4 separate regions of the Mus musculus genome follow, and regions 1, 2 and 3 are each linked to region 4. Evidence: chromatin contacts called from public ChIA-PET and promoter capture Hi-C data. All regions are on one chromosome and are shown on one strand. The core of a region is the stretch at or near the end of the contact, and the rest is flanking DNA. Distances in the headings are between cores, read along the strand shown.

Evidence for each region. Promoter capture Hi-C pulls out the DNA fragments that hold promoters and counts their contacts. ChIA-PET counts read pairs in DNA pulled down with a chosen protein or histone mark.
Region 1: a contact with region 4 is called in an RNA polymerase II ChIA-PET map of memory CD8 T cells, with 8 read pairs. The contact joins the promoter of Pxmp4 here to the promoter of Itch in region 4. A contact is called at or near these places in 2 of 115 datasets of contacts at active chromatin or transcription factors (memory CD8 T cells and microglia).
Region 2: a contact with region 4 is called in an RNA polymerase II ChIA-PET map of memory CD8 T cells, with 15 read pairs. The contact joins the promoter of BC029722 here to the promoter of Itch in region 4. A contact is called at or near these places in 4 of 115 datasets of contacts at active chromatin or transcription factors (astrocytes, bone marrow-derived macrophages, effector CD8 T cells and 1 more).
Region 3: a contact with region 4 is called in a promoter capture Hi-C map of pre-B cells, with 2.1 times the contacts expected there. The contact joins the promoter of Rbm12 here to the promoter of Itch in region 4. A contact is called at or near these places in 2 of 39 promoter capture datasets (liver and pre-B cells) and 1 of 115 datasets of contacts at active chromatin or transcription factors (astrocytes).

The regions. Positions count from the first base shown.
Region 1 is chr2:154,598,242-154,605,507 of GRCm38.p6, reverse strand. It overlaps Pxmp4 (peroxisomal membrane protein 4), which reads left to right and starts at 1,835. Exons shown (of 4, transcript NM_021534.3): 1 at 1,835-1,991. The coding sequence starts at 1,879.
Region 2 is chr2:155,816,843-155,823,771 of GRCm38.p6, reverse strand. BC029722 (cDNA sequence BC029722) reads left to right here and starts at 4,540. Exons shown (of 2, transcript NM_001384169.1): 1 at 4,540-4,606; 2 at 4,689-6,042. The coding sequence starts at 4,692. The coding sequence ends at 4,847. Mmp24 (matrix metallopeptidase 24) reads right to left here. Exons shown (of 9, transcript NM_010808.4): 9 at 5,406-6,929. It overlaps Eif6 (eukaryotic translation initiation factor 6), which reads left to right. Exons shown (of 6, transcript NM_010579.2): 4 at 404-580; 5 at 754-935; 6 at 3,661-3,935. The coding sequence ends at 3,670.
Region 3 is chr2:156,110,152-156,117,296 of GRCm38.p6, reverse strand. It overlaps Rbm12 (RNA binding motif protein 12), which reads left to right and starts at 5,332. Exons shown (of 3, transcript NM_029397.3): 1 at 5,332-5,511. Cpne1 (copine I) reads left to right here and starts at 5,332. Exons shown (of 16, transcript NM_170590.3): 1 at 5,332-5,511.
Region 4 is chr2:155,130,193-155,136,950 of GRCm38.p6, reverse strand. Itch (itchy, E3 ubiquitin protein ligase) reads right to left here and starts at 3,470. Exons shown (of 25, transcript NM_008395.3): 1 at 3,366-3,470.

The DNA.
Region 1 (7,266 bases), core at 586-3,085, 530 kb after region 4:
AGGGTGCAGAAAGTCTTATCAGCCACACTGTCCAAGAAAGAGCTTTAAAAAAGAATCCCCCTTTCCTTTTTCTTCAACTGCTGTGTTTGACTCTGAAGCAGCCTTTTTCTGGCGTTCCTTGGGGTAATGGTTATACAATGATTTCTGTCACATTAGCCTGGGAGGTGAAACCCTTTTGGTTGTTATTGTTGTCGTTTCCCTAGGGGGCCATCTCTGATTGACTCAGAGGGTCTGCTCTAAGCCTCCTGGACTTTTACTCTTGCATCGCATGCCCTGTGTGGTTGACAAATTGAAATTCACAGGGTCAATATTTGCCAAGGTTCTCTGTCATGAGTGGCTTTGTTTCGCCAGTATCTGAGCCCTTTTGTTAACTATCTAGTTACCAGTAACTGAGCCCTCTTGTTAACTATCTAGTTACCAGTATCAGAGTCTTCTTGTTAACTAGCTACCAACTTTCACTCACACTTTTTCATTCCTCACACTTTTAAGCATCTCTGAGTTTATAAGAGGATTGTATAACTAAACATATTGGGCTTATTAGCTATCTATTAACAGGAATCCATGAAGATTTACCCATGCTATGACCATAATCGACAGTGGTCTTGGTGAGTGGGGCCTTGGATATACAAGTGCCAGGACAGACACATTGCTGTACGGGCCTCAGTCGTCATCAGGTGTCCCAGGTCTTGACAGAACTTGATGTGAAGACACTTGGCCAAACCTGGCTCCATTCTTTCTGCCCATCTTTCTTGTCTTCAAGTCAGGGCTGTGATCATATGTTTTGTGCAATATTCTGGCAGTGGTACTTTGTTATCTTTACTGCTTCTGTACACTTGTGTTGGGTACTGGGGTTACAGCAGAAAATAAGACAAACAGCTTTCTGGCTCCAAGAACCCAATAGTCCACGTGAAGATTGACATTGAGCAAGTAGTAAGTAATAACAATTACAATGTATAAAGAGTTCAATAGGGAAAAACAAAACAAAACGACAGAAAACTTGGACTAGTAAGTCAGAGCAACCAGTGCTACAGCCGGTGGGATATCCTGCAGGCTCCCCTGAGTAGGTGGTGCCACCCGAGCCAACACCTGCATACCGAGAAGTCAGTCATCGGAAGTACAAAGAATGTGCTTCAAAAAGGGAAATATCAGATGTAACTCCTTTGAAGCTGAGGGGTTCTTGGCATACTCAAGGAATGGAAACTAAGTCAGTAGACTAGAGAGAAGAGCAGATGTGAAACGGGAGGCAAAGACTGGCAGTCACGTAAGTAGGTCTGCTCCTGGGGGTGCCTGGGAGTTTGTATTTTAAAAATAAGTAGAAAAAGGTACCCAGCATGTGGGAGGTGGAGGCAAGGGGATCCTAGTTTAAGACTAGCCTGGGCTATAAGAGATTCTGTCTTAAAGCACCAAACGACAAGAGTGGCATGCAATTTCTGTCCTGAGAAGTTAGCTGTGATACTCGCTAGGCAATCGAAATTATCAAGTGTGACAAGTGACAAGTCCAACGTCACTTCCAAACACCACCCATTCCAACTCGAAAGAGAACAGCAAACCCCTCCCAAGCCCACAATTAAACAAACTTCTCCCTAAGAAAACTGCCTTCTCATTGGGCAAATCCTGCGTGAGACCTTCTGAGTCATGGTGATTGGTTACCGACTCTCCTTTCTCTTCCAATCAGACAGATATTTCGAAGAGTAAGCACTTCTCAGCCCATTGCAGACAAATGAGCTCTATGACTGGCTCTCTTCTATGATTGACGGCAGACTCAGCCTATGGACACAACGGCAGGGCGGGGCTCTCCAGTGCGGAGAGCTGTGTAGCCAGAGCCCAGGGCTGTCAGTTCTTGGCCAGCCAGGACCCTTGACCGAGTGCTCCGGTGCTATGGCCGCCCCACCGCAGCTACAGGCTCTTCTCCAGGCCGTCAACAAGCTGCTGCGCCAGCGCCGCTACCACGCTGCGCTGGCCGTGATAAAGGGCTTCCGGAACGGGGCTGTGTGAGTAGGGCCGCAGAGTGCGGCTGGAGCTAAAGGACGGGCCTAACTGGGGTCGCGAGTTCGAGGCCCGGGGCCCCTGAGCTGTGCTCTCTCTAGGCCTCAGATGTCTGTATATTTCAGTGCCCCGTTGGTGCAGCAGACGTAGGTTTCAGGGTTCCAGTCACCTTACCAGTCCTAAACTGGGGCTTCCTCTGTCTTGCTTCTAGGTCCTCTGTCCTTTCCAACCTGGCACTCTTGGCTTAGTTGCCTCCTCAGCACCTGTATCCCCTCATTGGGTCTAATTCATCTCATCTTACCTTGTCCCCTTTGGCCTACTTGGCTTCTGTGGCTCTGTATACACAAAAGAAACTGGACTTTGTCCTTTAGCAAGCAAGTGGTCACCTACTGCCTCATAGGTTCCCTCAGTAAAGTTCCTAACAGGTTCACATCTATATGTGACTTCACCTCACCCTTCATTTTCACTGGGGTCTCGTGAGAAGTGACAGTGATTGTATGTAAGAAAAAGTAGCTAATGTTTGCTAGGTAAATTGCTCTCCTTCCCTCCTAGGTAGGAGAGGAGATCTTGGGGTCGTTTTGCTTGACTGGTGCCCAGATGGGAGTTCCAGCCTCGTTAACCCTCATCCCTTAGCAGTTAGTGAGGGGCTGCTCTCACTGCGTGAGCAGTGACTCTCAGAGAAGAAACCAAAGTCTCTATCTCTAGGAGCTGGTAGCAGTGTGTGGCATGGTGGTGAGTATGTCAACTGCCAGGACTTAAAAAAACCTGGTGTCAGCTACCATGATCTTGATCTCGAACAAACCATTTTGGCTTTCTGGGTCTCACTTTCTAGAAAATGGGTCCCCCAGAGCACTTCTATACTGTTTGAGGATTGAGGCGATGTGTGAAATGGAGAGTACAGTCCCTGGTGTGTGTCTGTCTGTCCGCTGACGGATGTTGGTACAGGTACGCTGTCTGCCTGGCTCACGAACCCTTTTCAGATCACTGCTTCCTGTTCCTCACCCTCTTTCTCTATAGTACCTGTCATCAGACACTGGATGATCTTTTTCCTGGTCCATGTCTCTCATTAGAAAGTGTGCTCCAGGGCTGGTGAGATGGCTCAGTGGGTAAGAGCACCCAGACTGCTCTTCCAGAGTTCAAATCCCAGCAACCACATGGTGGCTCACAACCATCTGTAATGAGATCTGACGCCCTCTTCTGGAGTGTCTGAAGACAGCTACAGTGTACTTACATATAATAAATAAATAAATCTTTAAAAAAAAAAGATTTATTTAAAAAAAGAAAGAAAGGAAGGAAGGAAGGAAGGAAGGAAGGAAGGAAGGAAGAAAGAAAGTAAGTGTGCTTGTGCTTCAGCCGGGCGTGGTGGTGCACACCTTTAATCCCAGCACTTGGGAGGCAGAGGCAGGCCGATTTCTAAATTCAAGGCCAGCCTGGTCTACAAAGTGAGTTCCAGGACAGCCAGGACTGTACAGAGAAACCCTGTCTCGGGAAAAAAAGAAAGAAAGAAAGAAAGAAAGAAAGAAAGAAAGCAAGCTCCATCAGTCTAGGGTGGTGTACATCCTCAACACTGAAGATGCTGGGTCATCCTGTGCTACATTGTGAGACCCCGCCTCAACAACAGCCACAAAAAGAACTTCACAAGGATGGACATCTTTATCTAGATTGTCCTCTGTGTGTTCTGGTACTCGCTGTTATAGGCATTCAAATTCTCCTTTATGGATATTTGAAAACTAGGAATCACTCTTGTCTCTGCCTCGCAGATGGGTGGAATGTGATTTATGGGGGAGGTCTGTCGAGCTCTCCTGGTCACATCATGTCAGCATTACAGTCAGGATTCAAACTCAAAATGCATACAGAGTCAGGTAGAAATTGGGTCCTACTGAATCTGGCCAGGTCATATAGGACACTTTGACCAGGATGGGATGAACCCTAAGGTAACATTAGTAGCCTCTTTACCAGGTATGCACTGTACAAAGCAGGAGCTGGCCCCTGTGCCAAGCGTTGCTCAATATGGTCTTTGTACAGCTAACCCTATGACACTGTGTCTTCCTGTTCTCGGTGAACCTTCCCAGACAGTACAGACACTTTCTAAGGGTCAAGTGCTTGGGCTCTAATCCCAATGCTTTCGTTATAAAAGCTGGATTATTCTTTGTCTCTTCTGGTTTTGGTTTCCTCCTCCATAAAATTAAAACTATAAACTCAGCCAATCCTGGGTCCCCAAGGCGGGGATCTCAATACTTGTGAGTGGGACCAATGCTCTGACTCTCTTACAAGGACCATACATCCAAGGGGAAGTCTCACAAGCTAGTGTGACAAGGCTGAGCATGGCAGTGCACACTTGTTTTTGTTTTGTTTTTAAAGATTTATTTATTGGCCGGGCGGTGGTGGTGTACTCCTTTAATCCCAGCCCTTGGGAGGCAGAGACAGAGGCAGGCGGATTTTTGAGTTTGAGGCCAGTCTGGTCTACAAAGTGAGTTCCAGGACAGCCAGGGCTACACAGAGAAACCCTGTCTCGAAAACAAAACAAAACAAAACAACCCCCCCCCCCACACACACAAAAGGATTTATTTATTATTATATGTCAGTACACTGTAGCTGTTTTCAGATGCACCAGAAGAGGGCATCAGATCTCGTTACGGATGGTTGTGAGCCACCATGTGGTTGCTGGGATTTGAACTTCGGACCTTTGGAAGCGCAGTCAGTGCTCTTACCCACGGAGCCATCTCTCCAGCTTCTGGCAGTGCACACTTGTAATCATAAAGCTTTGGAGGCAAGTGGATTGAGAGTTTGAGGAGAGCCTGGGCTGAGTAGCAAGACTCTATAACAGAAAACAAAGCAAAGCAAAAAACAAACCCCCAAGAAACAAACAAATACCACACCATGCAAAGTAGTATTCAGCAATGCTTTTTAGGGGAGGTGGTGGTGACGTTCTGGAAGCCAAATTGGAGTTTTCCAGGGAGAAAATGGCATTCTAGGCATGGGAAGGCTTTCAACAAAGGCCTGGAGGTGAGAGAAAAGTGTTGTGTTTATGAAGAGTTGTGGTCAGTTTAAAGAGGCCAACCAGGATGACTGGGATGTTTGAACTTTGTGAACACTTTTAAAAAAAAAAAAGATTTATTTATTTATTTAATGTACGTGAGTACACTGTAGCTGTACAGATGGTTATGAGCCTTCATGTAGTTGTTAAGAATTGAATTTTTTTAGGACCTCTGCTCACTCGTCAACTCTGCTTGCTCCAGCCCAAAGATTTATTTACCCGCTGAGCCATCTCACCACCCCTTTGTGAACACTTAATTTGCACCGACTCGTTCACACATGTGGCTTGCCCTCACGTACAGTGTGCCTGCACATGTGAAGGTCCAAGGACTGTCTCACTGTCATTTCCTCCACTTTTTGTTTGAGAAAGGGTCTCACTGGCCTGGAATGTCACCAGATGGCTAGTTGGCCATCCACCTCCAAGATTCTCCACCTTTCATCTCACCGTTCCTTTGGATACAGGTCCCCAGCACTATGCCTTGCTTTTTACGAGGGTTCCAGGGTTTCCAAATTCAGGCCTTCACACTTCTAAGGCAAACACTTTACTGACCTAGACATCATTCTAACCTCTACCTTAATTAAAAACAAAACAAAACAAAACAAAAAACCAAACCAACTAACCAAACAAACAAACCAACAACCAACCAGGGTATCACTGTGTAGCGTAGGTTAACCTGAAAGCCAAGGTCCTCCTGTCTCAGCCAAACAGTTTCTGATACCACAGGTATGATGTAACACATCTCATCTGAATTTGAGGATTCCAAGAAGGGGCTTGTCAGGGACTTGAGGACAGGCTGTATGTCACCGGCATAAAAGGAAGGTTCTGGCTGCCGGCCGGCCGGAGGCTTAAAGCCTCTGTGTAGGAGAAGAAGATAAGGTTTTGAAGGTGCTGGGGGCAGAACGGCCACAGGGACAGAGATGGGAACTTCCTGCCCACTGCCAGGCAGAGGAGAAGATAAAAAAAAGCATCCTGCTGCCTTCTGCAACAAAAACAGCATTTAAAGTTGTTACCTTTACATTTTCCCTTTCCTTTCATCTTTTAAAAGTTAGGCAACTCATTCACAAAAGTCAAGGGCACTCACTTAGCAGGCAAGAGGCCCCGAGTTCCGTCCCAACTCTAAAGAAAAGTTAAATGTTCTCTGACCTCAGTCCCTCTGTAGAGATGGACCCTGTGTGAGTCTCTTGTGTCTTCCTCCAGAGTGTTGTATGCACACACAAACACATCTAACCCCCCACTTTAATGGTTTTTCTTTGGAAATGTTAACTTATAGAGTACCATCCTCACCTTACCGTCTTTGCTACACTGCTCACACTTTTCCACGTTGCTCTTGTAAACCCCAGAGGCAGCAGGCATCTCCCCCATGAGGGCTTTGTACATCTCCTCCAGTTTCTGCTCTCCCTGGATCCTCCTCGGGGAACCTTGTCAGCCATGACACTTTCTGTGGTCATGTCCTCTGGCTCAAATCCTAAGGCTTTAGTCTGAATATTGAGTGATTCTTCATCTCTTCTGGCCTCGGTTTTCTCTTTTTAAAAACCGTTAAATTAATTAGTTTCTTTTTTTTTCCATTTTTATTAGGTATTTAGCTCATTTACATTTCCAATGCTATACCAAAAGTCCCCCATAGCCACCCACCCCCACTCCCCTACCCACCCACTCCCCCAATTAATTAGTTTCTACGATATATTTTGTGTGTGTGTGAATGCTTTGCGTACATGTGTGCTCGTGTGCCATGTGAAGTCAGAAGAGCATGTGAGATCCCCTGCAGATATAGATGGTCGTAACCTACCGTGTGGTGCTGAGCACTGAACTCAAGTCCTCTGCAAGGGCAACAGTTCTTACCCACTGAGCCATCTCAGTGGTTGCCAGGCAGAGGGGGAAGATAAATAAAGATTCCTTTATTTGCCTTGTAGTATAATAATTTCTCAGTTCCAATCTAGAGGATTTTTTGAGTCAGAGTCTCTTTATGTAGCCCTGGCTGATCTGGAATTCCGTGTAGACCAGGCTGGCTTTGAACGTGCACAGATCTGCCTGCCTCTGCCTCCAAGTGCTGGGGTTAAAGGCCTAAAGGCATGCACCACCACACTCAGCTGGGTTTCCTCTCAGTCTCTTCTGGCCCTCGTTCCTCACGTGTAAGATGAAAACAGAGAGGGAAACCCATTCTCCGACCCTCACTCTCTGTACCTCTCTCACGTACGTGCTCATGTGGACTCACGGGATCAGGGTTGAGGCCAGAGGTTGACATT
Region 2 (6,929 bases), core at 3,291-5,790, 690 kb before region 4:
ACTTGTGATTTTCCTTGGGCACTCCAGTTTTTTGCTTTCATAGGAGTAGTGAGGCCTCGGTCAGTATCAAGCCGGGAAGGGCATTAATCCTTCAGATTTGGAGAGATTGGCCTACTCGGTCCTGGGCTATGATGGTTGACAGTTGTACTAGAGTGTGTGTTAGTGAAAAGGGTGACATGAAGCCAAGACTCACGTTTTTCAGGGCATGCCTGGGTTTTAGGGACTCCAGGCTGGGCCTAACTCTTAGCCATACCCGAGTCGTGGCTCGTTGAGGCTTCCATGTGCAGATTTGTGGTTAAAAGGGATTCAGGGAACCAAGGGTGGTGGGTGGTTGATACTTAGAGTTGCCTGGGTGTTTGGCCTACAAGTTCTGTCTCCTGGACACAATTCCTTTCGCCACCAGGAGACAGAAGAGATCCTGGCTGATGTCCTCAAGGTGGAAGTCTTCAGACAGACAGTTGCTGACCAGGTGCTAGTAGGAAGCTACTGTGTCTTCAGTAATCAGGGGGGGCTGGTGCACCCTAAAACTTCTATCGAGGACCAGGATGAGTTGTCCTCCCTTCTTCAGGTCCCCCTTGTGGTAAGTATTCCTGCCATCTGAACCCTGTCCCTTTTGTCACCCTTTGGGAATCTGGGTCATTACCTTCCCTAGTTTGGGACTGGGGCCTTGAGACGTGGAACAGACTTGCGGGGAGAGTCCTTCCTTGGGGAGGTATGAGAATTTGCTTTTGGTACCGTGACACTTGTCTTCAGGCAGGCACTGTGAACCGAGGGAGTGAGGTGATTGCTGCTGGGATGGTGGTGAACGATTGGTGTGCTTTCTGTGGTCTGGACACGACCAGCACGGAGCTGTCAGTGGTGGAGAGCGTCTTCAAGCTGAATGAAGCCAAGCCAAGTACCATTGCCACCAGCATGCGGGATTCCCTCATTGACAGGTAACTTGGCCCTTGTTAATTGTTTGAGACAGGGTTTCTAGGTACCCCAGGCTGTCCTTGAACTCGCTCTGTAGATCAGGCTAGCTTCTGCCTCCTGAGTGCTAGAATAAAAGGCGTGTACCACCATGCCTGGCTCACTTTTGTCTTTGAGGGGAGGGGCAGATGGTAGATCTTTGAACGAGAGACTTGTTTTTGTACTGGGAGGTTTAGAGTGAATATGCATACTGGCTTAGAGCCACAAACATTGACATCTGCTCATACTTAGTCTTGCTCGAAAACAGCTCTCTGGGCAGACCTCTTCTGTGGTCCATCTTACTTGGTCACTGACCATGTTTTACAGTTTGTATTTGCACATGTGTCCACTGTCTCCAGCAAGTGGCCTGAGACCTGAGATAGAAAATAGCTGTTGGCTAGGGAAGGTGGCAAGCCTCCTTAATCACTGAGGAGACCCCAGATTGCTGTGGTGCTCTTAAACAAGTTGTAGGTGAGTTTTGTATTGAAATCATGGTCTAGACCTACAGTTCTCAACCTGGGGCCCGAACAACCCTTTCACAGGGTCACATATCAGATATCTGGCATACCAGATATTTACATTACAATCCATAACAGCAGCAAAATTACGATTCTGAGGTAGTGACAAACATAATTTTAAGGTTGGGCGTCAGCACAACCTGAGGAACTGTACTCAGGATCACAGCACGAGGAAGGTCAAGAGCCTGCGATCCAGACTTCTGTGGTGAAAAGCCACCCAAGCTGGACACGGACTCTCACTCCTTGGGAGGTTGGACCAAGACTTTTTATTTTATTTTATTTTTTTGTTTTTTTAAAAAAAAATTTTTTTAGATTTATTTATTTATTTATTTATTATATGTAAGTACGCTGTAGCTGTCTTCAGACACTCCAGAAAAGGGAGTCAGATCTTGTTACGGATGGTTGTAAGCCACCATGTGGTTGCTGGGATTTGAACTCCGGACCCTTACCCACTAAGCCATCTCACCAGCCCGACTTTTTATTTTTACCTGGAAGAGCAGCAGCAGAAGATGCTAAGAAGTTGGGCGCCTATTCTCAGCCTGCCCGGGACCTTTCTTAAGGCATGCCATGTCCAACTAACACAGATACCTCTGTGAGGCTAGAAACTCAGAAGTAGAGAAGTGCCCAGGGACAGATGCTCTGCTTTCCGTGGAATGCGGTCCTCATCCTAGTGCATTTGTTTGTGCTGACAAGGTGGACATGGCTGTGTTGAGGATAGTTGGGTGGTGTGGCTTTATATCCTGCCTCTGAGGGTTCACATGGGCATGGGAGATGCTATCTATCCCTCTTAGCTGTTACAGGAGAAACAAGCAGTTCCTTACTTAAGTTCCCGTATGGGCAGCTTGTGAAGCTGGTGAGAAATTTCCTGGGATTATAGAAGTCTCTTGAGTGACATTTAGTCTGTTTTAGGGGATGAGGAGTTGTTTAAATACTGGAAAAGAGTGAGGAAGAACCTCACACAGACAGAGAGATGGGAAAACACTGAGTATGTAAAGGAAACAAGTTTTCTCTGAATGCGAAGGGCTTTAAATTCCCATATCAGGCAGTTTGGACTGTTAGCCTGAGATTTTGAGTTTTGCTGGGTGTTGGGTTGCTTGTTTATGTAGGTTCCCAGTGTAATCAGAGGTTCTGACTATAGGTGGAAATAATAATCCAACTCTGGTTCTTTAAATGATAGAAGTATCATGTGACCCAGACTGGCTCTGCTGAGCTAGAGGTTGTGCCACCACACCTGGCTATGTGCATGTGTTTTTAAAGCTACTAGTTTTGATGACGACATGTTGGTATTCACCCTGACTAACTCTGCTGTCAGAGCTGGTGAACAATTGAGAGCTTATGCACTGCAGGCAAATGCTGTCCTGTAGGGCTACACCCAGCCCAGCCTGAGAAGTTCTACAGCGTTTTATGTGCCAGGCGGTATTAACGTGATCAGAACACTCCCTGTCCTTTTAGACTTGGAAGAGAAGGAAAGACTGTTGTTTCCTTTGGGTTTTTTGACTTGTTTTGAGGTGTTCATGGATTTTACGGGGAAGATATCAGGTTGATATGGGAGACGGTCTAGTGGGTAAAACGCTCGCTGTACAAAGCAGTGAGGACTGACTTGGTTAAGATTCCCACACCACATAAAAGCTGAGCTTGGTGGCACATGTCTGTCATTCCAGCGTTGGGCTCATTGGCTGTCCACCTAGCAGCCATGGTGAGCTCCAGGCTCAGTGAGAGACCCTGACTCAAAAAGGAAAGTGAAGAAGCAGCCGAGGAAAGAGCTGACACGAGCCTGTGCATGCTGCACACAGTGAGCACCTCGGTTTCAGTATCATGAATGATTACTTCCTCCAATACCAGTGATCCACTTAATCCTTAGAGAGAGCACGTCTGTTTTTCAGTCTAGTATTTGTGACTTTTTGTATCAGCAGTAATGAAGAGTTCTGGAAAAGGAAGGCAGTTTTGGCCTTGGCCTGGTCTCTGAGAGGCTTGGTCTGGGCACATCCTGCTCTCACTGACTTTTCCTTGCTCCTGTCTCAAACGTGGGGAGTTTTAGGCTTGATCTTACACAGGATATAGTCAGTCTGGAACCCTGGAACAGGTGGGGTTCCAAGTGTGGCTTTTCAAGGACTGAACTAGAACAGGTCTAGGGTGGGGCCACGTGTACCTTGTAAAACAGCTCCTGATATGTAATCCATTCCTCTCTCTGCAGCCTCACATGAGTCACCGTCCATGCTGCCGTGTGGGCTCCTGCCTCTGGACTTTGGCTCATTTTCCATGCCTGAGCTAGTCTGTACCAGATGCTGGCAGTGGGGCATGGCAGAGCTCGGTAGAGCTGAATTGATTGCCCAACCCTTCACCTGTGCCATCTCTTGACAATTGTTACTGGAAAGCCTGCCCTGTCATGCTGGCTTTCAGTTCTTGTGGCTCTTGGATGAAAGTTCTGCTATCTTGTGCCCCACCCCATTAAAGGACTGCCTCCCACCATCCTCAGTGTGCTGTGTGTGTGTGTGTGTGGCCTCAGTTTGCAACACCTCCTTCTACAGCAGTTCCTGGGTTGTGGGGAAGTTGGGTGGGATGACATGCAGTGTTTTCCCTCAACAGGATGGGAGACCTGCAGGGGGTGGTGGAACACACCAGTAATCCCGGAGGCAGAGGGGATCTCCAGTTCATAGTCAGCCTGGCTACACACTGAGTTCTAGCACAGCTAGGGATACATAATGAGATCCCTCCCACCCCTCAAAGAAGAGATGAACAAGAGGAAGTAGTGCTGGCTTCTGGGTTCCATTTCAAGCCAGCTCCAGCCTCTCGGCCCTCCCTGGCCTCAGAATGAGACACCCAGCTCTTCTCCCTGCCAGGGCCTTTGTGAGGCCATAGGCACTCAGCTGCAGTGCATTCTGGTCCTGCCTGAATTTGAAGATGGGGTAGCCTCCTTGGGAAGCCAGGCCGCCTCCTGTGGCTCTAGCAGGGCCTTCTTCTAAGTGGGGCGGAGCCTTGGGCCCTGGGCGTGGTTGGCTAGTGGCCCTGCCTTTCCCGTGCTCACGGGGCCCGCCCCTGGCGTGCGAAGGCCTTCCTTCTCTGTCTCGGCTGCGTCATAACGCTGCTCCTCCCAGGCCAGACGGCTTCCGTGCAGCTCTGCTTTCACTTTACTGCCTGAGGTGAGGACACGCGCGGGTAGAGGGTGGTGATGGGTGGGGTGACACTTGCTCTGGCATGGTACCAAATGGGCTTCTATTACAGACCATGGGCGCTCTCCTGAGTGGTGGCCAGGATGGCCCGGAGCCCGCGCAGCCCCAGCCTCCAGCGCCGCAGGGTCCGCAGCAGCCTCAGCCGGAACCTGGCCCGTGGGGGCCACTGGACGACGTGCGCTTTCTAATCGCCTGCACGTCCTGGTACTGACCCGGCCACCCCTGGCCTTCATGCCCTCCTGGGCCTGGCCTGGCTTTTATCTCCTCACCCTGTGATTTCCTGTCTTACTCCCTCTGGGCAGAGATTCAAGAAAGATCGCGGAGACTGAAAGTCCCTCAGGGCCACCTCAGAGAATTGCACCTCAGCTTCAGACTTGACAGACCCCCGAACCAGCTCATTCCCACGCCCCCTTTCAGCTCTGTCCTTGGGCTGATTTCCTTAAGAGGAAGAGCCAGGATCAGATGAGGCGTCCTGGCAGGCTCTTGATGCTGTTGAATCCTGGTTTCCCCCTCGCTAGAACTGAGCTGCTGCCTGGCCATAGCCCCATGTGCCCTGTCTCCAGAGAAGTCTTGCCACAATGACCCTCCCGTACTCCTGAGGTTCCTGGGTGACGGGTTGGGGTGGGGTGGGGAGGACAGGACATTGATTGCTGGTTAGAAGATGCACGAGGCAACTGCAGAAGTACACTCCCAGGGTACCCTTTTCTCCCTGAAACTTCTTACGGGCACACATATGCCCTGGTCTTTGTTCCCATACCCCAGGGGAAAAAACACTGTATTTCTGTTTTATTTAGAAATGATTTAAAAAACATTGTACAAAGGCTGATCAGTTTAAAATGTGACCGACACTGAGATGCTGTGATGTCACCCAGGCCGAGGGGAAGCTGAGCTCTGGGGGCTCTAGTACTTTGCCCCTCTGACTGCTCTGACCTGGGCTGATGGACAAACAGATGACCGCAGGCAGAAGAATCCAAGATTGGAAGCCTCTAGGCTGAGCCCTCTCTGGGCCCGGCCCTGTGTCCCTCACATCTGCAGCCTGGGCTGCCTGCCTCCATCCCCTGCTCTTTCGCAACTGGCCTTGGAATGCCAGGAGCCAACAGGGAGCCTGCGGGGCCTAGAGCTTTCAAGAAGTGAGCACCAACCTGAGGAGAGGGACCAGGGGACTGGGGGAGGGAGGCCCAGAGGAGAGGACTAGAAGAGACAGTTTTCTCGGACCCTGGAAGGGCCCACTGATGGGGACACAAGACCCAGCCAGGGCCACCTGGATGGCAGGGGCAGATAATAAGACCTCCTTGTGCTTCATCTGAGGGTAAGATGAGTGCTACCCTCAGCCTCTCTCAGAGCCTACAGGAGTTTCATGTGAGTGGACAGCTGTGAGCTAATAAAGTGCTTTGCAAAGTATAAAACGCTGTACAAACCTATGAATCACTAAATCTCTGCAGTTGTTCCCCGCCTGCCCCAGGGAGCCTGCCCTTGGCCAAAATGAGCAAGAACACAATGGTGAGATGGGACACAGTGGACCCACATAGGTGCTTCTGGGACAAGAGATTTTACTCAACAACTCCCAGGGCATCAAGAGTCTCTGTCTGTGCTACAGGGCGAGAGACCACAGGGCAGGGGCAAAGCCCATGCAGGCTCAGAGGTCAGAGTTGGTATCTGTGACCCACTAGCACCCTGATGGCCGCCTCATACCACCGTTGGGTTTGGCAGAGAGCCAGTGAGTGACACTTGCACCCAGTGGTTTTGGAGCAAGCCAAACCAAGACTTAGGAACTGTCAGATGTGAAGAAGGGCCTCAGGTTAAAACAAACAACAAAAAGGTAGTTTGGGTTAGGGAGTTGGGGGAAACCCCAAAGCCTGGGGCTGCTACCAGCTGGGAAGAGGACCCTTTTTCTAAGAGCAGTGCAGGAAGATGGACCCAGAGACCTGGGCTGCCAGGGTCAAGATAGGAGCACAAACACCGACTCCAGGCTGGAGCTGAGTTGCCTCAGGGTCACTGGGGATGTAGATGGAGAACTTAAAAGGCTGCCCTGGTCCCTTACTCTGAGAAGATGACAAGGGTGGCTCTAGAATCCTCTCTGCTTTACCTGTAGTCAGGCCGAGCCCCCAGGCCACAGAGGACAGGCTGGAGCAGGGCAGGGGACAACATTAATGAAGGGGAGTAGAGAATGGTCACAAACTTGCATCCGCCCCCAGAACCAGGGTCAGCTCCTGCAGCTGTTGAGCCTCCTGAACAGGATGCCCGCTAGTATCAGGATGCCCGAGTGGCCTTTGCAGCACCGTGGTCCTTAGTG
Region 3 (7,145 bases), core at 4,083-6,582, 980 kb before region 4:
TACCGCTGCACAGGTTCAAACCTTGGCAGCCACATCTAATGATTGGGCAGTTTTAGTTACCTCCTTTTCAGGACAAATAGATAACCATTATCCAAAACATCCAATTTTACAGTTTGCCCAAAATCAATCTGTTGTTTTTCCACAAATAACAGTAAGAAACCCACTTAAAAATGGGATTGTGGTATATACTGATAGATCAAAAACTGGCATAGGTGCCTATGTGGCTAATGGTAAAGTGGTATCCAAACAATATAATAAAAATTCACCTCAAGTGGTAGAATGTTTAGTGGTTTTAGAAGTTTTAAAAACCTTTTTAGAACCCCTTAATATTGTGTCAGATTCCTGTTATGTGGTTAATGCAGTAAATCTTTTAGAAGTGGCTGGAGTGATTAAGCCTTCCAGTAGAGTTGCCAATATTTTTCAGCAGATACAATTAGTTTTGTTATCTAGAAGATTTCCTGTTTATATTACTCATGTTAGAGCCCATTCAGGCCTACCTGGCCCCATGGCTCTGGAAAATGATTTGGCAGATAAGGCCACTAAAGTGGTGGCTGCTGCCCTATCATCCCCGGTAGAGGCTGCAAGAAATTTTCATAACAATTTTCATGTGACGGCTGAAACATTACGCAGTCGTTTCTCCTTGACAAGAAAAGAAGCCCGTGACATTGTTACTCAATGTCAAAGCTGCTGTGAGTTCTTGCCAGTTCCTCATGTGGGAATTAACCCACGCGGTATTCGACCTCTACAGGTCTGGCAAATGGATGTTACACATGTTTCTTCCTTTAGAAAACTTCAATATCTCCATGTGTCCATTGACACATGTTCTGGCATCATGTTTGCTTCTCCGTTAACCGGAAAAAAAGCCTCACATATGATTCAACATTGCCTTGAGACATGGAGTGCTTGGGGGAAACCCAAACTCCTTAAGACTGATAATGGACCAGCTTATACGTCTCAAAAATTTCAGCAGTTCTGCCGTAAGATGGACGTAACCCACCTGACTGGACTTCCATACAACCCTCAAGGACAGGGTATTGTTGAGCGTGCGCATCGCACCCTCAAAGCCTATCTTATAAAACAGAAGAGGGGAATTGAAGAGATTTTACCCCGAGCACCAAGAGTGTCTGTGTCTATGGCACTCTTTACACTCAATTTTTTAAATATTGATGCTCATGGCCATACTGCGACTAAACGTCATTGTACAGAGCCAGATAGGCCCAATGAGATGGTTAAATGGAAAAATGTCCTTGATAATAAATGGTATGGCCTGGATCCTATTTTGATAAGATCCAGGGGAGCTATCTGTGTTTTCCCACAGAATGAAGACAACCCATTTTGGATACCAGAAAGACTCACCCGAAAAATCCAGACTGACCAAGGGAATACTGATGTCCCTCGTCTTGGTGATGTCCAGGGCGTCAATAATAAAGAGAGAGCAGCGTTGGGGGATAATGTCGACATTTCCACTCCCAATGACGGTGATGTATAATGCTCAAGTATTCTCCTGCCTTTTTACACTAACTAGGAACTGGGTTTAGCCTTGATTCAGACAGCCTTGGCTCTGTCTGGACAGGTCCAGACAACTGACACCATTAACACTTTGTCAGCCTCAGTGACTACAGTCATAGATAAACAGGCCTCAGCTAATGTCAAGATACAGGGAGGTCTCATGCTGGTTAATCAACTCATAGATCTTGTCTAGGAACAACTAGATGTATTATGGCAAATAGCTCAGCTGGGGTGTAAACAAAAGTTTCCGAGATTGTGTGTTACTTCCATTCAGTATGAGAAATTTACTAGGACAGCTAATTTGTCAAAAAGTCTTTTTCAGTATATGTTACAGAATTGGACGGCTGAATTTGAACAGATCCTTCGAGAATTGAGACTTCAGGTCAACTCCACGCGCTTGGACCTGTCCCTGACCAAAAGATTACCCAATTGGATCTCCTCAGCATTTCCCTTCTTTAAAGAATGGGTGGGATTAATATTATTTGGAGATACACTTTGCTGTGGATTAGTGTTGCTTCTTTGATTGGTCTGTAAGCTTAAGGCCCAAACTAGGAGAGACAAGGTGGTTATTGCCCAGGCGCTTACAGGACTAGAACATGGAGCTTCCCCTGATATATCTATGCTTAGGCAATAGGTCGCTGGCCACTCAGCTCTTACATCTCACGAGGCTAGACTCATTGCACGGGATAGAGTGAGTGTGCTTCAGCAGCCCGAGAGAGTTGCACGGCTAAGCACTGCAGTAGAAAGGCTCTACGGCATATATGAGCCTATTCTAGGGAGACATGTCATCTTTCAAGAAGGTTGAGTGTCCAAGTGTCCTTCTCTCCAGGCAAAACGACACGGGAGCAGGTCAGGGTTGCTCTGGGTAAAAGCCTGTGAGCCTAAGAGCTAATCCTGTACATGGCTCCTTTACCTACACACTGGGGATTTGACCTCTATCTCCACTCTCATTAGTTGGGTGGCCTATTTGCTCTTATTAAAAGGAAAGGGGGAGATGTTGGGAGCCGCCCCCACATTCGCCGTCACAAGATGGCGCTGACATCCTGTGTTCTAAGTGGTAAACAAATAATCTGCGCATGTGCCAAGGGTATTTTACGACTACTTGTACTCTGCTTTTCCCGTGAACGTCAGCTCGGCCATGGGCTGCAGCCAATCAGGCAGTGATGCGTCCTAGGCGAAATATAACTCTCCTAAAAAGGAGACGGGTTTCCGCCATTCTCTCTCGCTGGCATCTCTCTGGCTCTGCGCGCCCTGCGCTCTCTCGCTGCCTAAAGATGTAAACAATAGAGCGCGCTCTGCGCTTTAGCGCGCCGGAGCTCTGGCTCCTAAAGATTATTGAAGGGGCTTTCGCTTTTGGGGCTGGGGGTTTGCGCTCCTAGCTCCTGAAGATGTAAGCAATAAAGTTTTGCCGCAGAAGATTCTGGTCTGTTGTGTTCTTCCTCGTCGGGCGCGCGAACGCTATTAAGACTTACATATAATAAATAAATAAATAAATCTTAAAAAAAAATGTTGGCCTTATAAGAGTTGCCTCAGTCATAGTTTCTGTTCACAGCAGTAAATCCCTAATTAAGGCAGAAGTTGGTATTAGGTGTGGGGTATTGCTGTGATAGGCCTGACCATGTTTTTGTTGGGAGGAAGGTAGATTTTGGGGATTTGGATTTGGGAAACAGTGGAATGGTTTAAGTGGGGCTTAAAGGGCTATCCTAGGAAGAATATGGAAGACATAGGTGCTGAGGGTGATTTCAACTGTGTAGATATGGCCCAAGAGGTTTCAGTGAAGAAGAATTTCAGTATGTGGCCTAGAGACTGCTCTTGTGATATTTTGGAGAAGAATATGTCACTTTTTGCCCTTGTATGAGGAGTCTGGCTGAGGCTAAGGTAAAGGGATTTATATTAATTACATTGACAAAGGAAATCTCAAAAAAGCCCAACTTTTTTAGAGACTTTGTTCTCTGGGAAAGTCTCATGAAGAGCATTTTGAACAAGCGTAGCAAGCTTAGAAAGGAAAAAATATAAAATATCCGGTTCAGGTAGGGAAATGGAGCTGAATCCCTTGTTCAAGCAGATTAAGGGCGTGGTGACCTTGGGGCTTGGTCCTACCCAGCTAAGCTTATTGTTTATTCATTTGCCATTTAACACAGAATAGTTCTATTATATTAGGCATCATTATTACTGGGTTATTGACTTCTCTAGGACTTTTAGTCTGGAATGAACAACAATTCAGAAATGGAAGTCACAGGCTTTTGATCCTGATCTTAAGGCACAGTGACTATGAAAAGCTTAGGTCCAGACAAGGAGGTACACACCAAAATTCCAGGAGATAGAGGCAAGAAAATCTCTTTCTTTCTCTCTTTCTCTCTGTCTCTCTCCTCTCTCTCTCCATCCCTCTTATTTGCCCGCGCGCATGCGCTCTCTCTCTCTCTCTCTCTCTCTCTCTCTCTCTCTCTCTCTCTCTCTCTCTCTCTCTCTCTCGCACACACACACACACAAAATCAAGGGGCAGAGTCTGGTAGAGCCTAGGTCTCCCTGTATAATCAAATACTGGGGATTATAGGAAATATTGAAAGATATTTTACTCTTTTTATATTTATTTTTATTAATGTCTCTGTGTGAGAGTTTGTACATATTAGTGTCGCTGCCTACAGAGGCCAGAGGAGGGAGTCAGATTTGAGGCTGGAGTTACAGGAGGTTGTGAGCCACTCCATGTAGCTCATAGAATTTAAGATGCCAGGAAGAGCAGTATGAGCTTTTAACCTTTGAGACATCTCTCCAGCCCCATGGCAGAAGAATATTTTCTCTTCCTTCCTTCCTTCCTTCCTTCCTTCCTTCCTTCCTTCCTTCCTTTCTTCCTTTCTCTCTCTCTCTCTCTCTCTCTCTCTCTCTCTCTCTCTCTCTCTCTCTCTCTCTCTCTCTCTCTCTCTCTCTCTTTCTTTCTTTCTTTCTTTCTTTCTTTCTTTCTTTCTTTCTTTCTTTCTGTGTGTGTTTAAGACAGGGTTTCTCTGTGTAGTGCTGGCTGGTCTCAAACTCAGAAATCTGCCTGCCTCTGCCTCCCAAGTGCGGGGATTAGAGGCTTGTGCCACCACTGCCAAGCAGGATTATTTTCTCTTTCTTTCTTTCTTTCTTTCTTTCTTTCTTTCTTTCTTTCTTTCTTTCTTTCTTTCTTTCTTTCTTTCTTTCTTTCTTTCTTTCTTTCTTTCTTTCTCTTCCTTCCTTCCTTCCTTTTTCTTTCTTTCTTTCTTTCTTTTCTTTCTCTCTCTTTCTTTCTCTTTCTTTCTTTCTTTCTTTCTTTCTTTCTTTCTTTCTTTCTTTCTTTCTTTCTTTCTTTCTTTCTTTCTTTCTTTCTTTCTTTCTTTCTTTCTTTCTTTCTTTCTTTCTTTCTTTCTTTCTTTCTTTCTTTCTTTCTTTTTTGGTTTTTCGAGACAGGGTTTCTCTGTATAGTCCTGGCTGTCCTGGAACTCACTCTGTAGCCCAGGCTGGCCTCGAACTCAGAATTCGCCTGCCTCTGCCTCCCATTTTTTTTTTTTTCAATAGTCAAAAAAAGGTTCAAGCTTTTGCTTCTTGGTGCGTTTAATCCTCAAGACAGTTCTGCAGTGAAGGCATTGTTTTTCTCCCTTCACGGGGGTCTCCAAGAGCCAAAGGAGCCTGTACTTTAAAAGCTCTGCAAGGAACCTTGGACAATAGCTTCAGGTCTGACTTTGCAAACAGCTACTAAAATACCGGGTTCACCACAAATACCTGCAACTTCCGAGCTTTTGCCCCCACCCCAAATCCTCAGCGCGCCTGCGTCTCCCATCAGGTGACGTCGGCAGCGGCGCCCCGCCTACTCCGGGAACGCGGAGCGCCGGAGCGGGCGGGCGGCCATTTTGTGAAGCGGCTGTGGAGGTGTTGGCTGCAGTGGGCTCCGGGAAAGCCGTTCGGGCTGGGGCTGTCGGCCGCAGGGCTGAGGCACTCGCGCGGGGGGTAACTCGGGTCTGGGTTCTGGTGCCGCGCAAGCTCTCCCCGGTAAGACTCCCGCAGCCCCGGAACGGGCGGGGCTGTGCGGGGCTCGAGCCGCCTCCTTGGTGCCTCGGGGCGGGGCCTTCCCAGGCCTCGGAGCCCGCGGCCGCGAGCGCCCAACACAAAGGGTCGCGGCGGGGCTGCGGGGGTCCTGGGGCGCCGCTCACGCTCCGGGGCCTCCGAGGATGCGAAAGGTGGAGTCTGCGTGCCGAAGTGGGAGCAGGGCCTTAGCGGGGATGCCCGGTGGTCCTGAGAGGGGAAGCGGCCAGCATCGGGTGGCCTCGCGGCCTGCGAACTACCGGGTCGGGGGGGGGGGGATTGCGATGAAAACGCCTGCACGCTTAGTGGGGAAGGCTTCGTTGGCTTTAAGCGGGAACGAGGTTTTAACTCTCACCTCTGCCCCGAAGTGAAGAGGTCCTAGTGGCCTATGACCTGCAAAAGTGGACTACACTAGGGACATTCCTATGGGGAGGAAAGGTGTCCTGGGAGGCTGGGAACCGGTCGCTTTTAGGGCCTGGAGGTGCAGGGATTGCAGTGTATAGCTTCCTAGGTCTAGCGCTGAGGAGGGGCTTCCTAAGTGTAGGTGATTGGAGCCGCCCTGTAGGTCGGAGAGGCTTGAAGAATTGTAGCTAGGATGGCTGGTCCTTGATTCCCAACTAGGGGAGGGGCTGCTATCTGCAGCACCTTTGGGAGTTGGAGGAAGGAGGGTGGGTGTCTTAGATAGCTTACTTACTGTCTGAAGGTTGGCGGCGCCACTTTGCAGCCGCGTAAAATAGAAGGAAAGGCATTTTAAAGATCTACAGGTTAGTATTGGGGTATGGACTAACGTAGCAGGTTGGAGTGCCCGTGTTAGTAAGCGAGTTAGTAACCTAAGTGTGTGTTTTATTGGAAGTTCTAAGGAGTCCCCTGTGGTTTATTCAAGTGCTAAAGATCCATTCATTCTGGTAGATAAAGTTGCGAATTACAGGCTGTGTTGCAGAAGTATTCTGGGTCCTAAAGCCTTCTTGGCTCCTAGATTCCGAGATGACTGAGTGTGTGCAGTTGGCAGAAACCATTTTATTGTGTACGTTAAGATTTAAGTTGATGCGAATCTTATTATATGACTTGGTGGGAAAAAACTAGGATGGATGGCAACTCAAGGGAGAGACTATTTCTTTCAGGGCTTTTTGGATAGTTTGAGCTGTAATTTTTGGTGAACTTCAGTCTTAGAAACAAAAATTGTCCGGGACCTTGTTAACCATTGTATACTGTTAAAATGTTAAAGAGCGTTTGCAGTTGGAAAAAAATCCTACAAAAAAATCTTTATTTAAAAAAAATAGGTAAATAAAACTGATGTACTTGTTTTTGAAACTTGTTGCTTTTGATGAGATGGAGACTTTTGGATTTGTAGAAAGTGATTGTGGAAGAACTGTTCACATAACTTCGAATATAATTTTGGAAGGAAATGAAATGTTTGTGTTTAGGTGATTTCACAAGGCGTATTGGATAGTTTATCAAAACGTGTTATATTTTTATATCACCTTGTGTTTGATTAAATGTTGGTCACTGTGGATTGTAATGTATAATTTTATGTTCGGATCTGAGACCATCAAACCACTGTGGTGGTTACTGCTCTAGGCTACTAGTTATATACTTTAGGC
Region 4 (6,758 bases), core at 2,221-4,720:
GGCATGTGCATGCACACACACACACACACTGCCTACTAGATAACTGTTCACTAGAGATACCACATCAGTCATAACGTACTTCCCCAGTGAACTAACATAATCAGAACCAACTTTTGGGGAGGGGGACAGGGTCCTCACATTGAAGCAGACTGGCCTGGAGTTCGCTATGTAGTCCAGGCTGTCAATCCTTCTGACTCAGATTCCTGAGTGCTGGGATTAGAGGCACAAGCCACAATGGCCAGAATCCTCACTAACAGTACTTCCAGAAGTTATTTCCAATCAAAGCTGACCTACAACCTAAAACATACTTGCTACTGTAAAACAGACAGTCTCTTCCAAATATAAAGCTCAAGCACCAAGTCTCTGTGACTGGAAAACACATTGACAAAGCATGGCTTGATGTGCTGATAATAATCAATTATAGTCCAAAACTCAAGTTCTCTTCCAAATTGCATCTAATCTGATTCTAATTTCTCAAAGATGCTAATGAACACATCCTAAGAGAAAAGGTAGCCTTCAATCAGACTAGCCCTAAAACAGACACAGCAACTTTATTATTTCAGCCAAATGAAACACCCAGCCAAGGCCAGCCTGTCACTTACAAGGGACACTTCTGCCACAGTCACTCTGGCCCTTTCACTTTTATCATCAGAGCCATTTTTTTTTTAAATAAACACCAACTTAGACCACTTCCTTTCCCCAAGCCTTGATCTCTCACGACATCAAATTCACGAGCATTAGCACTGTACGCAGAGCTTTTCCAGAACAGGTCCTTTTGCCCTCCTGGTCCTGAGGCCCCTGCATCCCACACCCTGCGCTCCTTTTCTCCCACCTTCCTAACTGACACACGCCTCGAGGTAGTAAGGTATTTCCTTCCCTTTCTTCACCTCTGCCCCATTCCTACTCATCCTCTAACCCACTGCTTCTCAACCCTCCTAAGGCTGTGACCCTTTAATACAGTTCCTCATGCTGTACAGTCCCTCATGGGGCTTACCAGCTCCAACCATAACATTATTTTTTGCTGCTTCTTCATAATTGTAATTTTGCTACTGTTATGAATTACAATGTAAATATTTTTGGAGCTAGAGGCTTGCCAAAGGGGCCAAAACCCAGCTTGAGAACCACTGCTCTAGAACCTCGGGTCCATAGACTAACCCTTTTTTGAGCCAGGACCCACTAGGTAGCTGTGATGGCCTGGAACTAACCATGTTGACCTTCATACATAGGTCTTGCCACTTCCCTCAACAATCCCACACAGGCCACTTCCACTTCCTCCCCCATCTCAAAGCTTTTTGTGCTGTCTTTGTTATAACCATACTATGATTTGCCTCAGTGTTCCCAAAACCATCCCAACTACCTACAGCCCATCTGTAAGTAAAGTTATAGAAGCCAATCCAGACCCACTATTCTATCTCAAAACTGAGACCTGAGAGCATCTACTTTTTTAAAAAGGGTCTCAAGTACTTCAGGCGGCCTCACCTCCCAATGCTTCTGAGAGCTAAATAAACTTGGGCCTTGTGTGTGGTAAACAAGCACTCTACCAACTGAGCTGAAAACTCTACTTTCAAAAATCTCTCCTGGTCCAGCAAAATAGCTCAGCAAGGAAAGTCACTTGCTATGCAAGCCTGATGACCTGAGTGTGAACCCTAGAACACACAGGAAAGAGGAAACACTCTTGACTTCCAACTCAAGTCATGGTGTGCGCATGCACACATACACACACACAAATAAACAAATCTCAAAACTTCTCCCGAGCCCACTCTGTTGGTTAAGCACCTATAATCCCAGCACTTGGGAGGGAGAGGCAGGAAGACAGAATGACGTTTGATGCCAGCCTAGGTTTACACACAGTGTGTTCTAGTCCAGTCAGCGATACAGAGCAAATCATGTCTCAAAACAAAAACAAAAAAATTAAAAGCTCTTGTAATTACACTAATGGCCAAACCTTGGGACCATGGATCAGTCTGTCTCTTAAGTAAATCTTTGTTGTTGTTTTGTTTGTTTGTTTGTTTGTTTTAAAGAATGTAGAATTTACTCTAGAATACAGTAAAAAGTATTAGGCACTTGCTTTTGGATTCATAGTATATATATCCTTGTTGACATCTGAAGTTTGAATTCCTGAACTCACACATACAAAGTATATTCACTGTTCAAAAGAAAATTTCAATCTTTTTTAAACCTGCAAAATTAAGCCTTAGGTAACCCTGTGATACACAAGGCTGAATCTCAAACTTGCCCCCAAAAGACTTTATTTCAGATGAGAACCAAGCCCTCTGCCAATCCTGGGAGTGAACATACACAGCCTTTACCTACTTTCTTAAGATAAGGATACAGGAGAACCACCCACTTAAGAGAATGATGATGGGTGGCTAGATGGTGTTCTGTCAACTGTGAAGAAGAAAACCTCCCTCTTCTCCCCACTGCCCCCTTTAGAACAAGTTCACTGCAGCTTAAAGAGGAACAGAAGTCTCAACAGGATTAGGATTCTAACACAGCCAAGAAAACAAGCGAGTGGGGAACTGTGAATTTGGGGTACTTTGCAAGTCACCTGGTCACATCTCTAACTTTAGGCCCAATGCCTACTTCGGGTGCACTGACCCTTATATATTTTTTTTCTCTCTTGAAGTTGCAGCCGGGAACTATGTCTCAAAACTCAAGTCTTCTATTTAAAAGTCCTGCCCTCATTGGGCTTCCACCTTTCAAATGCGCTCACCTCTACTTTTTTCTTTGCTCAAGAAAAGTACGCTCTCGGTAGAAAGGGCTGTGACAGCTCCACGTCTGCAAAAGTCGGTGGCGCCGGCCTGGGCCGGGACCACCATGAGTGGGGACAATGGAGGGAGGAGGGAAGTACAAGACAGAAGGGGAAGCAGTCACTGGGGAAGGTCCTCTGCGAGTGGGAGCTTGGAAAAGTCTCGGGGGGAGCCTGCCAGGTGGCAGGTGGGCCCGGCCGCCGCCCCTCAAAGGGCCACGTCGCGCGGGCGGGCCGCTGCCACCGGGCCCCGCGCGTAGGCCGGGCCGCGGGAGAGGAACCCCCGGGCGCGGCAGCGGGGCGCGGGGCTGGACCCTGCCCACGTCCGCCGCGGCTCGGCTCTCTCCCAACTTGGGGCTCGCGGGCCTACAGGCTCCGGACGCCTAGGCCAAGCACTAGCAGTTCGGCTCGACCTGCTGACCCACCCGCCACTCGGCTCGGGCCACCAGCCGGCTCTCCGGGCGCCCCCCACGGACACCGGCTGCGGGAAGAGCAGCCCCGGCTCTAGGTCCAGACTCGAGCGCCACACTCCTCTACCCTTCGCATTCCCCATGCCTTTTCATCCAAACTCCCTCCAAGCCACAGAAATGACCCCAGTCTGCCTGCGCGTGTTTACCGGGACTCGGGGCGGCGACGACTCCTCAGTCCCTCCGCTAAGATGGCAGCCGGTCCCGAGCCCCGACTACAGCGACTAGAGCTACTTCACACCTAGTGCGCAGGCGCGGCCTCCTCGGCGCAGTCCGGACTACAGGCCCCAGCAGGCCTTGCGCGCCAGCCTCCTAAATCATTTTTCCTCACCTCCAGGTGAAGTGGACACTAAGCCTTGCTCTCTACATCTCCAAGGCTTTTTTCTTTTCTTCCTTCCTTTCTCCTTTCCTTTCTCCCTTCTTTCCTTTCTTCTTTCGTTCCTTCCTTTTGACCCCTTCTTCCCCGCCAGGACCTCTAAAGACTGTTACCAAATGCTAGCGTGTCTCAGAATCACTTGAACAGCTTTTAAAAACAGACTGCTGAGCTCCACCGCCAGTTTCTGACTCAGTAGATCTGGGATGGAATAGGGGTTGCTTTATAATCTGCATTTTTATCAAGTTCTCTCCTGATACTCCTAACAGCAGGAATCACAATTTATGAAGCACTGTGCCGGTTCTATCCTTCTGGAGTTACACTGTTTGGGTTCAAATTCTCCTTTCTCCACCTTTTGACAGGAAGTTCTTAGGAGGGTGACAGCTTGACAGCGCCAAGGCGGCATGAGTTATAAAAACTGAAAAGCATACTTCTAAACGTTTACAACAAAACTATGTGAAAGATGCCATTGGTTACCTTTTCAGATGCTTAAATTAAACTTCTTAACCCAGGCAAAACACATCTAATCCTACCGAATTAATAGGCTGTGCAGTGGTAATAATAGAGGCACGTGATAATTAGCAAACTTTGCTATTATTGTTTATCCTGTTTCCTCGTAAGGAAACTATCTAGAAAGTCACTTAAACTTTTCGAAATACCTTTGAAACTACCATATTATGAATTATGTGCTGAGTTTATTAAACAAAAAAGATTCTGAGTTGGGAGGATGGTTCAGTGGGTAAAGGCTCTTGCCATGCAAGCACAAGGATGTTTGAAACCCCAGCATTCATATAAAAGCTGGCACCAACGGACCCCTAACAGTGGTGGGCAGACATAGGAGCTCCCTAGTCAACGCCCTAGACCACACAGCAAGCTTCAGGTTCCATTAGAAGACAGAGACAAATGGATCTCTGTGGGTTCAAGGCTAGCCATGTCCAAATATCTTGAGAGTTCTAGACCAACCGAGGTTACGTGGTGAAACCCTGGGTTTGGGTTTTTGGGATTTTGTTTTTGTTTTTTAGTTTTGGTTTGGTGTGTTTAAGTATTTAAAAGTTCTTCTGCACTTCCAGCCAATGTTTGCCACATTAGGGATTAAGCTGTAAGAGTTGGCTCAAGATGTAACTCACTAGTAGATACTTACATAGCATTGATGAGGCCCAAGATTTTATCCCCAATATTGAGAGAGTGGTGTGCTCTAGGAGAATCTGGGTTGGTTTCTTGTTTCGTTTTGTTTTGTTTTTTAAACTAGCATCCCAGATGATTCTTGTCACTGGGCATACTATAAGATATTTTAACAAATATTATAAATATATTTTGTTACTTTATTATTTTGTACAGAAAACAACTGAATATAAAGGAAATTATTAATTGGCCCAAGATCACTAACACAGAAACCAAGGTTCCAAGCCAAGTCATCTAGTTCCAGATAATCTTTATCTACAGTTTTTTCTTTATTTAGGGGACAAATTCTCACTAACTAACTCAGACTGGCCTCATGCTCAGGATGCTTCACGCTCAACCTTCCCAGTAATGAGATTACAAGCATGAATTACCACACTCAGCTTGCCTACATGGGTTTTGCATTTCTATTTTATTTATTTTTATAAGTGTGGAGGTCAGAGGACAACTTCTAGGAACTGGTTCTCGGCTCCCACTGTGGGATCCAGGTATCAGGCAGGGGTGGAACCCAAGTAGTCAGGTTTGTAGATTGGTTGGCCAAGCCCCATAATTTAAAACTTCTCCTTTTTTGGGTTTGTTTTGGTTTTGGTTTTTTTGAGACAGGGTTTCTCTGTGAAGCCCTGGATGTCCTGGAACTCACTTTATAGACCAGGCTGGCCTCTCGAATTCAGAAATCCGCCTGTTTCTACCTCCCAAGTGCTGGCACTAAAGGCGTGCGCCACCACTGCCCAGCTCAATTGAAAACTTCTATGATAGTAGGTAAAACTAACGTGATGAAAGTTAAAAGCTATACTCCAAACTTCTCCCAAGAAAATCTTTTTAAAAAATTATTGTTCTGGGGATTTAATGTTGGATTTGTATATACTATACATGTGCTATGTCCCTAAGATGGACCTAACCCCTAGAAGTTTAGAAAGTTCTAGATGAAGCCAAGAATGGGCATTTTCCCAGTGATGCTGACACCCAGGAATCACATTTTGTGACCTACTGAACTATATACTGCCTTAGCCTTCTGCCAGTGTCAATGGGGGAATCATCTCTGACCTGCAAGGCAGGAACTAGCAAGAATTAACAATGTGGACTTCAGAGAAATATGGATTTTTAAAATTCAGTCCTTCTCCCAACAACTCACTGTTACTGAACCAATGTCCAACTGCTTGTCACTGAATGTCAGCCCTTTTCTAGAGGAAAATGATGAGAAGGAAACCACGTTTATTCAGAGACTGACATCCTGAGGAGGTGGAGCCCAGTGCCTCCAAGGTTCATCTCAGGAAACTTGAGGTCACAAAGTTTGTGTGTATGTGCGTGTGCGTTTATCTGTATATCTGTGTGGCTCAGTGTATGTGTTTGTGTGTGTATTTGTGTGTCTCTGTGTGTTTTTGTCTCTGGGGTTGAGGGATTTCAGAGGGCAGAGGTAGAATCTAAGTGTCTTCTTCAATCACTATTTTCTGAGATAGAGTGGCTTACTAAGCCAGGAGGTCACCAATTCAGCTAGACTGGCTGGCCGGCACACTCCAGGGGTCCTCCTCTTTCCCACTTTCCAGTACTGGGATCACAGGTATGTGTCACCAAGCCCAGCTTTTGACATGGATACTGGTAATCACAACTTTATATTTGTGCAGTAAGCACTCTACCTACTAATAAGCTATCTCTCCAGCCCAATGAAGGGCTTTTATAAGAAATGAAAACACTGAAGCCGGACGTGGTGGTGCACGCCTTTAATCCCAGCCCTCAGGAGGCAGAGGCAGGCAGATTTCTGAGTTCAAGGCCAGCCTGGTCTACAAAGTGAATTCCAGGACAGCCAGGGCTATACAGAGAAACTCTGTCTCGAAACCCCACCCCCCAAAAAAGAAAACACTGGAGGGTGAGGATGGTGATGGGCAAACCTAGAACAAGTAACAAACATATTACCTCTCTCCAAGCTCAACATCATACCAACTTACGTGTTTTGTGTTATCTGATGCCCCGAATCCAAGGACATGGAATGGCT